Regions from separate parts of the Salmo salar genome. Here region 2 is linked to region 1. Evidence: chromatin contacts called from public Hi-C data. All regions are on one chromosome and are shown on one strand. Each heading gives the region's core, a stretch centred on a gene start, on an enhancer-like site or on the middle of the called end of the contact. The rest is flanking DNA. Distances are from core to core; before and after follow the strand shown. Region 1 overlaps LOC106581801 (growth factor receptor-bound protein 14). Region 2 holds the start of LOC106581801 (growth factor receptor-bound protein 14).

Region 1 (3,884 bases), core at 1,021-3,520:
ACACACACACACACTTGAACAAGATGTTGTCTAAAAGAGTAGAGAATATACCAAGACAAAAGGTTATACTCACCGGTAAGATCTGAAAGTGTTTGATTCTCTGTGTGTGACACAGTGACAGTACAAATGTATTGGGGTTGCTTTGGCTGTCCCTTAGAAGAAATACTCTGAAAACAAAGACAAGTCTCTCAGTTTCGTCAGGAACAACTTTTTACATTTTTTTTTTTTTTACACATTTCTGTCTGGGGAAAAAAGAAAGTAAATTACTCTACGATAAAATCCATATGTAAACTCTTTAGCTTGCGGCGTCAAAAAAACGCATAGAAAAGTGCCTGATGTTGCTCACCCATCAATCAGACCCTGTTGAGTGATTAAGCGGTGTGCCTCGTCTCTGGACAGTTTGCTGTGGAACCAGGGCTGGGCCATATGGAGAGCTGCAAAACACACAGGACAACCATGGTGATGTTCATTAGGCCCCAAACGGAAGGAAACATACAGAAACAGTGAGTGACTAGCTGAACTTGTCCAATAAGAAACGCTCGTTTCAGTTATCCGTTGCAAAATAATACATTTGGTGGGTGCTTATATTTGTCCCATTTCATACACGTACAAGTGTGTATTAATATGCATATGTGAAATGGAGATGTTTTTTGGGGGATATGCCAACTCTCCTTGAGACACCTTTGTAGAGTGGGGTCAGGGCCAGGCTCTGCCAATATCTACGGCAACCCTGGAGCAATCAGGGTTAAGCGCCTTGCTCAAGGGCACAGACAGACTTTTCACCTTGTCGACTCGGGGATACTAGCCACCTTTCGGATAGCAGCCAGAACGCTCTAACCGCTAGGCTACCTGCCGCCAAAATCGTACTGCTAAGGTGTGCACTAATGAATACGACCCATGTGTCAAAGGGAGGGAGAGGACAGGACACTGGTGGCTGAGTCATTAAGCACAGTGTATCTGGTCAGGACAGTCACGTGGCGGTGTCGATGGAAGTTGCTGCTTGGATGTTGAAAGTGGCCTTCTACTAACCCATGTTTGACATGGGACCCTGAGAGGTGGATGGGCTTCCATGGGAGCTCAGACGGTGGCAGCTTTTCCTCTAAAGGGAGAGAGAGAGGAGAGCAGTTCAAGTGTCACATGCTAGGACTATTTTCACATGGCTGCACCATCATTTCATACCTTACACGCGCTGAGTAGAGAGACATGACGTCAGAGAGAGAACCAATGGCCTACCCTCCACGAGAGACCCTCCTCCACGGCTACGGACAGCGCCTCCGATGGGTTCTCGATCACCCGGCTCTTGTGTCCTGAGAAGTCCATGGCCACCAAGGAGTTCTCGGAGATACTTCTCTGGAAATATACATCGTGTTTGAGGTAGTATACATTATTATGAGTATACAGTGTAACAGGGTTTAAACGTTTGAAAAAAATGATACAGATAGTGAGTGAAAAGTTATAGGAGAAGCACATTCATGCTTTCGTGTGTGGTATTGTGCTGCCATCTAGTGTCAGAAGTTCGACAGTATAATTTCTAAATGATTCCGAGCAGAATGTGCTCCAGTCACTGGGGATTAGAGGGGATGGGAATAGAATGACACATGGGCACATAGAATTGATTATGGTTCCTTAAGCTGTCATAGTCACTGGTTCTAAATAAATCACACACAAAAGAAAATACTTATCAGGATTAGTGAGAAGCCTTTAAAATTGCCATGGTTTGCCCCTCTATCAGCCCTAACCAGCCCTAACCTTAAGGGCAGTCGTCACAAAGTGACTACTGTTTACTCTAAGGATAGAAACATTCCAATCCTTCTAAGACTCTCCGCCCCGGTCCTGGGTCTATTCAGGCGATGCAAAGATCATTCTGGGGCTCCCAGGCATCATTGTGCAAACAAACTGATTGCTCCTTTCCTTGGATTGGTTTTATTGTGATTTGATCCTTTGTCCGTAGTTGAACGGCACGTCGTGCTCTAGGCTGTAACAGCTGTATGCCGGGGTAAAGGAGATTCAGCAGCAACATGACTGTACCCTAACTTAATATCCTCCGCAAGCCTGTTCCCAGAGGGTCAGTCCCTAATGGTACCCTATTCCCTATATAGTGCACTACTTTTCACCAGGGACCATGGGGTATCCCATAGGGCCCTGGTCAAAAGAAGTACACCATTTGAGATGCATCCTAGCCCCTCCCTGTGCAGCGCTGAGCTCAGGGTCCCAGCCCCATGCAGCGCTGAGCTCAGGGTCCCAGCCCCATGCAGCGCTGAGCTCAGGGTCCCAGCCCCATGCCTGGCCACTCTTTGCGTTCTTCTGACAGCAAAGCAGGGGTGATGAGTTAGTAAGTCTGAGAGCAGCTGATCTATGGTTATTTTTAGAGCAGACAGGCTGGAACATGTTCCAGCGCCCAAAATAGAACAGGTGTTTACTCATACAGAATACTCGTATTTGAGGGGGGAATATGCACATTTCAGAATATTCTGGAAAATCAATCCAGGATGAATACTAACTATGTGTCATGTGCTGTTAAACAGTGTATCAGCACATTGTATCTACACATCACTTACCATAGGTGTTTTCTGTTTCTGGTGTGGTTGAATGAAGTTTTGGTACAGCTGCATCCCATACTGCAACACAAAACATGAGCACGTTTCAAAAAGGCAAGCCTTTAGATGTGTAGACACTAGACAGAGTTTGGATGTGATGGGGGGGGGGGGGTCAGCATGGTGACTGTACCTTAAAGAGGCGCATGGCAGTGACCCAGCAGGTTCTGGTTTGCTCGTCATCTGCACACAACAGCTTAAGGTCCCGTGGAGAGCCACGCTTAGTAGACTGGAGGATCATCATGAAGAGAAAGCATGAGTTTACCAAACATAACTTGGAACTGACTTCCCTTTCTTAATTGCCCCTGATGGGATAAATAAAAAGGTTAGAATGACTTGAATAAGTTAACATGTTAAAACCTTTACAGAAAACACCAAATATAGGTTTATAGGACAGAGAAAGTAATAAGTACCTTGACACAGAAGCCATAGTCAGTAGGCGCTCCGTGTATCTTTCTCGCTGATAGTAACGTGTAGACGTCGCCGTCACTGAACTCGGCGATGAACTGGAGATGTCTTGGTTCCTGTGAACAGAAAACAAGACATGTCTCAAATCTCCACATGCCTTTCAGTGTCCCCTTTACGGAACACCCCCCCCCACCCCCACCCGACGATGCGCCATTGCAACGAGGGGTTGGTTCTTGCATTCCACTGTAGAGTAGACTCAAGTTCCATTACAAATCTAACTATGCGAGGGATCAGGGTAGAAATGTGAACAATGCAGGGCTGCCCAGTGTGAAGACAGATGCTAAGCAAATAAAGACTGCAATGTCATACTTCTTGGCCATTATGTACACACAGACGTACCTCTGTGTGAGCTTAGTGGGCCGGTCAACGTAAGGAAAAGATAGCAGTTAAGGCATGTGGTATAATGCCAGTCTGTAGTACGTTGGTCACTGTGACAATAGTAAAGAGGGAGTAGCTTGGAGTTTTTGTCTGCATCACAAATGGCACCCTACTCCCTTGACAGCAAACTACGTTTGACAAGAGCCCTATGAGTCCAAGAGCACTGGACAGGGAATAGGGCGCCATTTGGGACAAAGATTCCCATCGACCTGGTCCATTGTGATCACAGAATAAAAAGAGATTGTTGTTTTTGCTGCAGACTCCTTAAAATGGAGAGGTGGGACGAGGTTGGAACACTTCGAGGTAGTCAAGCAAATAATACCGCCCTATCCATTACACTGTAGGTGTGGCTAGTGTTTGACATAGGACCAAATATGTGACAAAGTGATAAGAGCTCTATTTATACAATAAGAACACTGTCAGGGAGCCAAGGCAAAAGAGATT
Region 2 (3,632 bases), core at 317-2,816, 54 kb after region 1:
TATCTCCTGCAATACACTCAAAGGCTAAGTGGATATTTTAGAGGTCTCCTTATCAAACGACTAAAAATACACACCCATTCTTGAAGAATTTTATATGAGGCAATAACCTGCAATGAATTTCAAACCTACTCAGGGTTTGGAAGCAACATTTTTTTTTTATTTCATCATTTAATTCCTAAGGGCTATGCACCAACTTAATCATGCTTCTTTCGAACTTACTACCTTCAAGACCAAAAGTAAAGGCATGATGCTACAATTTAATCATTATTATATTTTACATTTTCTTAAGTAATACATTATAATTTAACATTTGTATATACATGTTTTATACATTTAGTCATGGTCAGTTAAGTGCTATAATAGGATACTATTGTTATTACTTTACTGAGGGTTAGGTGACTACACCCTATATAGCCTTCTGCTCTAATAATGACAAGTAGGCAAGCCCATATGGATTTCAATGTCGAGCCATGACTCGGTAAGTTCATACAAACAACAGCCAGATGGCAGTGGTATGGTATTGAAGTGACATTTTACGGTAGTCTGTGTGAAATAAAGCGCTAGAGTAGCCTGTTTGTAATCTTCATCATACATTTTATTTTTTTTAACTCATCGTTTTTGCTGAACATTTTTGAAATTATGTTTTGAATTGTGAATGTATAATGAAGGGTTACAGCCTTTAGTTGTATTTTCCCATAACTTTTCAATTCCCATTTAAAGATGTAATATGCAGAAATCGCGCCGCCATTTACTGGTTGCTAAAATTCGAATTGTTCGCCTAAACTTAGTTTATGTGCCAAAACAAGCAGTCATTGTGTGGACAATCCTTGTACCATCTAAACCGCTGGGATATACAATATTTTGGGTTATGTAAAATTTATTTTCAGCTGTTTGACTCTGGTGTACAAAACCGAAAGTAAAAGACGCAAAAACTAAAACTTTGAGGCTAAAGGGGGGGAAGGAAACAATAGTATACTGGGCGGTGGAAGGGATGCAGGAATGCCCACATGCAGGAATGCCCGAATTGCGGGATGCAGTTGCACACTATAGATTCTTAGACTTGTTTTCAATTACAATGACAGATCTATAACTCCATTTCTATGTTCATTTGGTCCGGTTGCCAAAAAAAAAGTGACATTGCAGCTTTTATTAAGGCTACATTATTTCACCTCAGCCTCTTATGACATAGACAAGACAGGTAGGCTGCACGTGTTTCACCTTTCCTGGCACAATGCACAGGAACACACAACGTTTGTCAGGAAATAAGACAGTCAACATAATCGAAGGAAATCTAAAAAAAAAACACAACGGGTAGGTCGAGGACACCATGTAACCATCGACATGAACCTAATTACACAGTAGGCTAGCTATACACTTTATCGGTCTAACTCAAACAATTAGCCTATGCCAGCGCTCCCTAGAACATGGTTTATTGTAACATAATACCTGCTGCTCGCTGAAATGGCACCGTTACTGCATATCGCTTCCTCTCTCGTCTTCATCGCTGTCCTTGAGGTGTTTGCTCATCTAGTCCACGCGCTCTCCCTAGACAGGTGTTTATATTTACTTATGCGTTACGTCATGCACAACCCTGACGTTTTACCTGAAAGAGGTCTGGCACTGAGATCCGGCCTGAAACATCTTTCAATCTTGTAGAGAGAAGTATCAGGTTACACTTGCTTACTTTTTATGGGATGTTGTTTCGTCCCGTTTCATTGTAGTTGAAGCATGCTTAAATTTCCGTTAATGGACCTTTTGGACTTTTAATAACATAAAATTGTCTAGTGTATATGATTGTTGCAATTAGTTTCGAACTCATTCGGGAAAAAAAATTGTCAGAGAGATACACTCTTTGATTGTCAATACTTTAATATACTGTGAATGTAACTTGAATTCATAACAGCATTATATGTTTAGAGAAATACTTTACATACCAGTGTATGTCCGGGCACAGCTTTATCAAAACCAAATGAGTAACATAAAATAAAAAATGGACTGAGGAATTTATAAGTACCACTTTCAGGTCAGTCCAATTATTGACCTCTTCAAAATGGTAGACAGTACTAAATAGGCTACTGTATTTTCTCAATGAAAATTACAACTCAATATTAAAACTAATAATATACATATTCGTTGGCAAAATAAGACAGCCGAAAAGTCCAATATGAATCAAATTTCAAACACAAATTGGGAATAATGCATACAATTATTTCATAACATCAAAATGATATGTGGAGGACATACAGTAATTTATCTCATAACAAAACAGAAAAGTAGTCTTCTACAGTGTGTAGCTTGTTAAGACTAGCAACCAAGGTCTTAAAACTATCAAACAAAGTTTTATTCCTCTTTCCTGGGCTCGGGCACTGACAGACTCGAAGGCAGGACATCGGGCTCCTGAAAAAAAAAAGAAGAGGGATCTTGAAACTTAACGCAATTATACATGCATTCATGTAGTCTGAGAAGGATAAAGGCTTGGAGCTCCAGGGAGGGGGACAGCCAGTGACATGACTGTTCAGATGGCAGGCCAGAGTGACGCTGAGCAACGCCTCAGTACGTGTGGAAAGGAGCTGAGAAGCAAACGATCAACAGAGACATCTACAGTAAGGACTAGACTGTCGCATAACATGGTGTTAAGTGGGGAGTGAGTGTCATATTACAGTAGGCAGTCTATGACACTGTCGCAGTCCCTCCCCACTTAACACCATGTTATGTGACAGTCTAGTGCTTACTGTAGATGTCTCTGTTGATCCGTTGATTCTCAGCTCCTCTCCACACGTACTGAGGCGCCGCCCAGGGTCACTCTGGCCTGCCATCTGAACAGTTATGTCATTGGCTGGGACACTACACGGGTCCCCCACTCCCTGGAGCTCCAAGCCTTTGTCCTTCACCCAATCGCTGTTGTCACTGCCCTGTGCTCAGCGGAGAAGACACAATGTACACAATCAATCAAGACTCAGAACTGAGTGTGCCAGTCAATACAGAGAAACTCGAATGAAGACACTGCTGTACCTGCTTTAGATACATCAACCACCAGTACACCACGCTATAGGCCTGGTACAGAGCGTCCTTCAGGAATAACTATGGTAAAAGATGTGCGCTCAGGCCATTCACAAGGAGATACAAAATGTGGCTCCCCAAGGACAGGCACATCATTGACACGCAGGCACACCGGCCCAGTCTCTGATGGAGTTGGGCGTGTCATAGGTCAAGGTGTCTAAGAGGTGGGATAAGCAGCTAGGATTGTTTACCAGGCCACACTGGGGGGACACACACACCCAGCCTAGAAACAAAAGCTCATTGTGGTTTTCTAATTCCATTGAGAGAAAATTGTATATACATTCTCAGAGAGGAGTACACCTCCCCTTTCCTGTGTTATTCAAGTTTCAAAGCTGACCCTAAAGGACATGGAAAAACAGCAGACTGAAGAGTTCATCCGAGGGTAGCCAAATGTTTAAAGATAACACTGAGTGAAACATGGATCACTTAAATCATCTTGTGATGAGAGATTCAATTCTACTGCAAAGTATTTTTAAAGGTAGTCCTATGCTTTGAACTTCAGCACAAGTATCAAAGCAATCAACATTTGAGCCTCGGCATTTTAAGGGAAAAGCAACTACTTGGCTTTTTCA

What was found. Hi-C and Micro-C count contacts between places; a contact is called where the count stands out from the background.
Region 2: a Hi-C map of muscle shows a contact between it and region 1, with 7 times the contacts expected there. The contact joins the promoter of LOC106581801 here to the enhancer-like site in region 1. A contact is called at or near these places in 2 of 3 Hi-C or Micro-C datasets (gill and muscle).

Annotation. Positions count from the first base shown.
Region 1 is chrssa21:15,397,226-15,401,109 of Ssal_v3.1, forward strand. LOC106581801 (growth factor receptor-bound protein 14) reads right to left here. Exons shown (of 14, transcript XM_014164123.2): 7 at 3,008-3,118; 8 at 2,728-2,823; 9 at 2,559-2,618; 10 at 1,234-1,350; 11 at 1,030-1,099; 12 at 347-434; 13 at 74-167. Among protein-coding and RNA genes, the nearest start is that of LOC106581801, 55 kb to the right of the region's middle. Within about 2 kb of position 2,271, at least 1 of the 13 cell types and tissues checked has an H3K27ac peak or open chromatin away from gene starts, as enhancers often do. A contact at or near this core is called in muscle, where this site is marked.
Region 2 is chrssa21:15,452,114-15,455,745 of Ssal_v3.1, forward strand. LOC106581801 (growth factor receptor-bound protein 14) reads right to left here and starts at 1,567. Exons shown (of 14, transcript XM_014164123.2): 1 at 1,447-1,567. The coding sequence starts at 1,502. It overlaps cobll1b (cordon-bleu WH2 repeat protein-like 1b), which reads right to left. Exons shown (of 14, transcript XM_014164118.2): 14 at 1,852-2,397. The coding sequence ends at 2,341.